Linked DNA regions of Mus musculus: regions 1 and 3 are each linked to region 2. Evidence: chromatin contacts called from public HiCAR-type and promoter capture Hi-C data. All regions are on one chromosome and are shown on one strand. Each heading gives the region's core, a stretch centred on a gene start, on an enhancer-like site or on the middle of the called end of the contact. The rest is flanking DNA. Distances are from core to core; before and after follow the strand shown.

Region 1 (2,700 bases), core at 89-2,588, 1.0 Mb after region 2:
CTTACTGTAGTTGTCAATGCCATTCCTTTGCTGAGAAATCAGCCCAGTTACTACAAACTAAGGGTGTTTGAAATGTTTTCTGGTTGATGGAGGTGAATTTAAGTTTAAAGATCTGGTGTCTTGATGGATGTTTCAACAGTCTCTATGAATAACCCAGTCATAGCCAGTTCTCAATACAGCCAACCTCCACCCTGTATCACATAAGAGAAAAATAATAAGTGAATACCACCTCTCCGTTTAGGTCATTCTCCAGTGATGAATCAAGCAGTAACAGTCATTTACACATCCAAAATTTCCAAACACGATATGGAGTCATATCTACCCTGCTTTGCATGGAATTTAACAGCAGCTGTTAACAATTTGTCATTCTATTTCTAATTTCTTTGTGATCATGACTATTGTGTCACCCTGCCCTCACTCAGTATCTCTTCCAACTGCTCCCAAAATCGCACACTCAGAACTGAGTCACTGGCTGGAGAGGTAGCACCATAGTTTACTTGAACAAGCATGGGAGTCTGAATTTGAGGTGCTAAAGGCACATCATAAGCAAATAAACAGGATGATAACTCATGTTTGTTATCCCTGTGCCCACTGACAAGGGGCCATGAGTTTAGATTGAATCATAAGGTTAATACTTATTACAATTTGTTATTTCAAACTAAAATCATATTTCAGGAGCTTTTAGTAAACATTTTTAAAGATTTATTTATTTATTTTATGTATATAAGTACACAGTAGCTGTGGAGATGGTCATGAGCCACCACGTGGTTGCTGGAATTTGAACTCAGGACCTTTAGAAGAGCAGTCAGTGCTCTTAACTGCTGAGCCATCTCACCAACCCGACATTAATTATTTTTTAATATGTATGTTTGTGGTATATGCAAACATCTGCTACACACACTCCAGAGAAGTTTGCTTGGCAGGCCAAGAGGCCTGGGAGCACTCACAAGGCAAAGAGTTTCATGGAAACTCACCTCCTGGAGCTTTGGCGTTCTCATAACCCGTATACTCATACCCTATCCCCGCGTTAGTCTGGTGTAAGGATCCACATGCTCTCTTTTAGTATTATTTTATTATAAGTGCCTTTTAAGATTGAATTCTGACATAGCTAAGCCTTTGCCAGTGTTCTAATGTCCTAGAAAATCCTTGAAGCCAACAAACTGGGAATTCAGTGGGAATTCAGTGAGAAGGTTACCTATTCAGTAACATTCAAATTTACTTCTAGTAGAGACAGTGAAACTAATTAGGCATTACAAAGAACAGGGCCAGAATAGCTCAAGGCTGGTCTGCAGAGGGTTTACTTGAGACAATAGCCAGTCTTACCCAGAAAAAGGAATTCACAATGGCCTAGTGAACAGGTGGGTTCATCATGAAAGAGTTAGGGGAACCCCCTGAGACAGGTTTCTTCACTTGACCCAAAGAAACAGCATAAATCAGGCATTTACTAAGAACCCCTGGTGGTGGGCTTAACAATAGACTAGCTTTACACCTGGCTCCCTTCTTAGTGGCCAGAGCTTGGTCCCCGCCTTCTTTTGATGTATACATTCCTTTTGTATTGTGTCACTGTAACTTGGTGGATGTATCTTGCCTGGTTTCTTGTTATACTTCTGTATAAAAAGTTCGATGCTCGTCTTGACAAATTACATTCAGATTCTACACAACCTCAAGTGTTGAATTTGTCTGTCATTTTTGCCGACTCCTTGCCCATCTGCAACCAGAGACCCTGTTCTACACAGACAAGGTACCGAAGAGGGTCTGCAGGACATATCTTTCTCTCCCTCTTAATTTTTTAGTCAGGATCTCTCATTAATCCCAAAGATCATCATTTTGCCTCAGCTGGTTAACCCACAAGTTCTAACTGTCTCTAACCACCCTGACTTTCCCAGCTTTCATGCAAAGTTTTAGTTACACACACACACACACACACACACACACACACACACGCCTGACTTTTATATGGGGCTAGGATTTGAACTCAGATATTCTTGATTTCATGTTAAGCACTTTTGCCCATTAAGGTATATCTACAGTGCTAGAAAAACTGACTTTGTAATTAATTAAAATAGAACACTGATTCTTAGAGGAAGCTGGAAGAAGAAAATATTTGCAGGTTCAGACAACTTTTTGGGTTCCTAACATTAGCATCTTGAGTTGAGATTTTTAAATCACAGCCTTTTCTGTCTAAAATAAAATTAAACAGCTCTTCATAATGATTTTCAAGTTTATTTCTGTGACTTAGTTTCATTTATACTTGTGATCAATTGTCATTAGTTGTCATTTAATTATGGATGTGAAACAACAAATTTATTCATTGTTGTTATTTCTAAAGGGAAGTTTTAAAATATGTTACCCTAAAGTATCTATATATATGACATTTTATTGTTTCTACCATGTGTTTTCCTCTAAAGAAAATGAAATTTAAATTTTGGAAATTGTGTTCTTTGGTGGGCTTCCATCAAACAATTCTAAAATCGCTATTTGGACACTGGTGGGTTGATAGGAAATAGGAGGACATTAAATGTAATAAGATTAACAATAGCACACTCTGTATAAGCCTATAAACACTTCACAATTATCTGCTTGACAAAACCGATTTGCACCATAAAATTGTTTAGGTGGTGGATGGTGTTTCCTTTTGGAACTAGCCATGACTGTGCCACAGTACTTGGCAGGTTAGAGTATGTGTCATCTATTTGTTTT
Region 2 (2,700 bases), core at 90-2,589:
AGGTTGTGAAACCGACGGAATTTATTTGATCTGCTAATTCACTTGGAGGAAAAAAAATACCCAGAAGGGTAGAGAGACGGCCACAGAATCATCGTTTTTAAAGACAATGGTGAAAGTGTTTGAGAATATTTTTGCCACTCACAGAATCCTATGACTTAGAAGGGGTAGGGGGTGTTTCTTTTATTCCGGTTGCCCCAAATTCTAGTTCCACTAAAATGCCGGAATTAGAGATTTTTCTTGCCCAAAGTAAGACCCGAAGCAACTAGGAATGGACTCATTGTCATATGACTGACAAGTCACTTGTGTGCAAACAGCACCCCCACACACACACACCCGCCGCGCAGTCAACAAGAAAAGCAGGTAAGAAAAACAAGGCAGGCATACGTGAATGATAAGAAATTATCCAGACGGAAAAGAAACTGCAAATGGCCTTGAATTCAAAAAGAACTACTGCGTTCCGCAAGCAAAATGTTAAGACTTTTAAATTTGGGACATACAAATATCAAAACAAAACCAAAATCCTTAAATCAAATCTTTTGGTAGTCAAGGCAAGCTCGTTCGTATGACAGGGTCCAGCTGTGGAGTTTGGAGCTGGTACAAACCCCAAACTTGTGCCAAGGGCTCAGGTCTGGATCGGTCAGAATAATTTGGGGTCCCCCCCCCCAGGTGTATGCTGCTCGTAAGCTCGGAATTAGCAAAACACGAAAAAAAAATGAAGAAATAAAAACGTAGTGGGAAGGAGAGCTCGCCTTCACACAAATGACAACTCTACTCCTCGCTCCCGAAGGCTCGCTCTACAGTGCCTTCATCATTCCAGGCAGCAGAAGGACATCTTAAGATCATTACTTTATATTTTTAATTAGGCAAATGCTAATCATCATTAAAAAGATGCACTTCCAAGCACACACCATCTTGCCTGCTCCTCCGCGCGACTCCCTCCTCGGCGTACCGGGCAGGTGAAAAAAAAAAAAAAATCCGTATTTACCTGTTGCCAATATTCCTCCAGGGACGGCAGAGCCGAGAAGTAGCCCGTTTCGTGCACAATCTGTAGTTCCTGGAAGATGCTACACATTGGGAGCACATCCATGTCGGGTTGGAAAAGACAGTCCTCGCTGTCGGGAAAACAGGGAGGTGAACGATCAGGAGTCCGAGCAGAAACTGTTCCCGGGAGCGCAGGTGAAAGTTTCATGCAAACTGGATGGCGCTGCAATCGGACGCCGGGTCCGGACCCTCCCGCAGCCCGCAGCGCGCCGAGCCCACGCAATATTTGCAAACAGCGGACTGACTGCAAGCGTAACCCCTGCAAAACTTCCCTATTCAAAGCTCCGCTGCCAGCCTCCCCCCTCCTCCCCCGCTTGGCTCCCCCCTTCTCCCCCCACGTGACCAGCTTGGAGCTCCGCCCCCCACGGTACCCAATCCTGCCGCTCCTGTACCCGGGGCTGCGCGACGATGATGTCAGCTCGCACCAATCGCCGGTGCGGACACACAGCGGCCCCGCCTGGCGTGACCGAGCCTCTTCATTAAAGGCCTCCTTATTGGTGCAATTCGAACTCGGCCTGCGCTGATTGGAAAGACGTCTCACAGGCTATTTTTAGCAGGGTATATAAGGCGAGGGCTACGGCGCACCGAAGGAGTCGGCGCTGGGAGGTGTACAGCCCAACGTTGCAGAAGTGCGGCCGGAGCGGCCGGAGCTGGGGGAGCCTAGCCGGGCAACCGGGCACCTGTCCCCGCCGCCCGGCTGCCCGGTTGCACCTTCTGATCCGGTCACACGGACCGGCACCCCCCAAAAAGACCAAAGATAGCAGACATATTCCCGATCCCCCTCATTTCCTCCCGCTGGGTTCCCGTGTTCCCGGATCCTTCCCTGACCCTCCATTCTCCTTGGTCCCTTGATTTCTCTCTTTGTTCGGAGTCCCCTCCATACTCAGAGATGCAGAGGTGCCCCGGGGTGGGCGCAAACGTGCCCGCAGGTTTCCCTGTGGCGATGGGACAATAAGACCGAACAGCAGGGGGACTTGGTACTCCAGAGTCACTGTGTGGTAGTTTCTGTCTAGGACGGAGGATGACAGGAGCCTGAGACCAAAATACCCCCACTTCTTACGCAGGCAGAGAGGGGGAAACGGTAGAGCATCTCAAAAGCCCCCTACCTGACCAGTGTGTCAAAAACACTCAGTTCTCAGGAATGAATTTTACCCACTCAAAAGTTGAAAATGCAGCTTTTAAGATCGCATCCGTGACCTGGCGCCATGGCCACACTGTACTTGGAGACCTGGACATTCACAGCTTAAAACTCCCCTTTTTCTTGTTGCACAGTTTTAATTCAAAGAAGATGCAGATTTTGCTGCTAATGGGGTTTAAATCTGTTTATCTCGTAGAAGGCAGTCTCGGAGATGTCTCACCAAGGTTAACAGGCTTTCCCATGGATGTGTAAACAATTCAAATTAGGTTGAAGATGACAATTTTTTTCATACAAATTATCTACCAAAGCACACCATGATATCTAAAAAAAAAAAAAAAAAAAACGAGCGACTAAAATTTTTGAATAAAAATCCAATTATAACAACTTCGAATATAATTTTTAATGAATAGTATCCTTTTAAAAGTTGTCAAGTACGTAAAATAAGCTGAGGGGAGTTTTTCTGTTTAATTTACGAAGTCTAGAAGAGAAGCATGTGCCAGAACCATAGGCTTGTCAGGTTT
Region 3 (2,700 bases), core at 112-2,611, 1.1 Mb after region 2:
AGGAGGGCCCCTGCTGGAAAAACTGTTTTTTTTAAAAAAGGGAGTCTGCAGCCTCTTGATTTTGAGACTAAATAGCTGATACATGGTTTTATCCTAAGAAAATTCTCTGCAATCGTGATTATTGCGTTTAGCTAATGACAAAGTGCTTTTTATTTTATAATTATAGCTAGAAAAATTAATATTCTCTGATTGGTCTAAGTGTAGCTGCTTCATACATACGGTTTTTTTGCTGGTAATATGCTCTGCATGTCTTCACAATCAGCTCATAAGTTATTGGTTAAGATTAAATAATCGTTACATTGGTAACAGAAGGTTAGCCTTAAATTGGCTACTAAGGAGTTTTTCAAACACATGGCATAAGCAGGCAAAAAAAAAAAACTGGACCTCCTAAGATACTTCTAGCTGAGATAATATTTAATGTGATTCTTATCCTAGAAAGTAAATTTAAAGATAAGATTTAAAACAATGTCTCTTTAATGAATCATTAAAGCGTGCACTGTCATGTATTCATAGGTATAAATTGGCAGCCAAACTTCGTAATATGATACTAATGCTTCTAATATTGATTCTAAAGATAATAACGGTTTTGAAATTGGGTTTTGCTTTCCCAAGGTAGTAGTTATGGTCTAATATTGCAAAGGAAACTTAGTAATTCTAAAACCTGTCCTCATGGCAGGAAGAACTAAGCTCAGAGCAGCCTCAGCGAGGTTTGTGTGACTTTCTTTTATCTTGCAAACTGTGCCTAAAGAAGTTCTCCTTGCCTCTCTTTGCCTCCAGGGGAATTTTCTTTTAGCTAAAAGAGCATCTTTGCAGATCTAGCCAGATGCTGTTTTAATAAAGTTCAAATTTAAAGTTTATATAGGGTCAATCAGACTGTAGAATTTATAAAGGCATTGCAATCTGGCTTGCCTACTTTTTATATAGTTATTATAGAACTAAAAGTTTGTTTTTTCCTTTGCACCTTAATAATTGTAAAGGGTTTGCTTCTAGTGAGTTTGTAATTACTGGAAAATTTTGCCTCTAGGTAGGTCTACATTATGTAAGAAATTTTTATCATTTCTGCTTCTACACAAGAAGCCAAGAGTTTGAATCTTTCAGTGTATATTGCTTTCTAAGTGAAAAGTATTTTATTAGCTAATGCCTCTCAAGAGAAGTTTACTTAAAACCTTAGCTGTCATTAAGCTGACCCTAAACAGAGCTGGTTTATCCATACTGTAAACATTTATCTGGTTCCTGTTAATCCTTTTGAAGTCATTCCTTTGTTTCCTGTCACGTAACTTCTAGGTACTTTGCCTGCTGTGACTCCCTACTCCCTTAATTTTCTGAATTCTTTGGCTCCTGGCCAGCAGGCTGCGGGGCGGGGCCTTTGGGCGTGCAGCTTTCCCTGAACGTGGTGACGCGATAGACTGCCAAAAAGCGGGCAGCTTTGTAGCAAACTCAAGGGAGGGACTTGCTCGCCATTGCCCCATGAGCCTCCGCCTGTCCCCGCCGGGGTAGCCATATTTTTTCTCACTAAGACTTGGGGTGCTCCGGCACCCTCGCTTGGGTTTCCTAGCCTCAGAGAAAGGCCGAGGTGGCAGCAGCGGTGGTTGCTGAAGGCGGCGCCTGTAAAGGCACGCACCACCTCCACTTGGGAGAAGTGGGGCTCAGCAATGGGTTGAAATCCAGAGTACTTTTCAGAGTGGCTCCGCATGCCATGGTGGCAAGCAGCCGAGGTTTGGCTCAGGTGGGCTGGGAAGGAGGAGGGCAAATGGCCCCCCACCCAGGTGTCCAATGGGTGTGGGGCCCAGGACAGCAGAGCCGAGACAAGGCAGGTGGGTGGGGCTGAGGTGGCACTCACCTCAAAGCACAGTTTCAGCATCCTATTAAAACTACTGTGGTGCTAATAAAGAATTGTAAGATGTATTTGTGTATCTTGGAAAACCTATAACAAAAATTGTGTCTTAGGAACCTGACAAAGTGTTTGTTCCTTGTTCCAAACAGCAATTAATTTGGTTATTACAGAATATTAATAATTGATCTATTGCATACAATGATTTTAAATAAAATTGACAATCAATATCCCTAAGATAAGTAAAAAAATTGTTTTTATGCATGCTTCTGTATCTTCTACAAATTCATGCATTCATGCCTCTCAATTATTGTGTTTAAAAACAACCCCTCTATGGGAAATAAGTGGATGTGAATTAGATCACATGTTTAAATTCTTTTGAGCGCCCCCCTGCTTCAGCACAGATAATTAAGTTGTGTGCTGTGGATGGTGTTTTAAAATGCTGAACAATCAAACCTTAATTTGTATATTAATAGTCCATATTATATCTCAGAGCTCACAATTGCTTAAGATTGTTTGTCCTTCGGATGTTATTAATTCTCAAATATGCAATTGCTTATGCATATACAACTCATAAGAAAAAATGCTGTCCTTTTAAGAAGGCTGTTTTTGAACATTTAATAAATTGTTCTGGATTGCCTGGACATCTTAAATTAAAGCAATGCCATGCTGGATTTATATCTCAGGCAGTCTATAGGTCCTACATATGAGATAGATTGGATATATAATCTTGTTCTTTATATATTCAAAACAGTTATGGTTTAAGATAATATTTTAATATTCTTAGAAATTTTGCATATCAACATATAAAAAATTCTTTGCTATTAGTGTCCTCAGTTACTACTTGTTTCCACATAATGTTAATTCTT

Evidence for each region. Promoter capture Hi-C pulls out the DNA fragments that hold promoters and counts their contacts. HiCAR-type assays count read pairs that join an accessible place to other places.
Region 1: a HiCAR-type map of embryonic stem cells shows a contact between it and region 2, with 5 times the contacts expected there. The contact joins the enhancer-like site here to the promoter of Klf6 in region 2. A contact is called at or near these places in 4 of 39 promoter capture datasets (embryonic stem cells, hippocampal neurons and stem cell-derived epiblast-like cells), 7 of 115 datasets of contacts at active chromatin or transcription factors (embryonic fibroblasts, embryonic stem cells, epiblast stem cells and 1 more) and 1 of 9 other capture datasets (embryonic stem cells).
Region 3: a promoter capture Hi-C map of embryonic stem cells shows a contact between it and region 2, with 5 times the contacts expected there. The contact joins the enhancer-like site here to the promoter of Klf6 in region 2. A contact is called at or near these places in 11 of 39 promoter capture datasets (the 3T3-L1 cell line, cranial neural crest, embryonic stem cells and 6 more), 3 of 484 Hi-C or Micro-C datasets (the 3T3-L1 cell line, bone marrow-derived macrophages and embryonic stem cells) and 8 of 115 datasets of contacts at active chromatin or transcription factors (SST interneurons, acute myeloid leukemia, bone marrow-derived dendritic cells and 5 more).

The regions. Positions count from the first base shown.
Region 1 is chr13:4,824,594-4,827,293 of GRCm38.p6, reverse strand. No RefSeq gene overlaps it. Among named protein-coding and RNA genes, the nearest start is that of Gm40658, 100 kb to the right of the region's middle. Within about 2 kb of position 1,338, at least 12 of the 459 cell types and tissues checked have an H3K27ac peak or open chromatin away from gene starts, as enhancers often do. A contact at or near this core is called in embryonic stem cells, epiblast stem cells and stem cell-derived epiblast-like cells, where this site is marked.
Region 2 is chr13:5,860,128-5,862,827 of GRCm38.p6, reverse strand. It overlaps Klf6 (Kruppel-like factor 6), which reads right to left and starts at 1,339. Exons shown (of 4, transcript NM_011803.2): 1 at 986-1,339. The coding sequence starts at 1,189.
Region 3 is chr13:4,799,517-4,802,216 of GRCm38.p6, reverse strand. No RefSeq gene overlaps it. Among named protein-coding and RNA genes, the nearest start is that of Gm40658, 75 kb to the right of the region's middle. Within about 2 kb of position 1,361, at least 7 of the 459 cell types and tissues checked have an H3K27ac peak or open chromatin away from gene starts, as enhancers often do. A contact at or near this core is called in differentiating embryonic stem cells and embryonic stem cells, where this site is marked.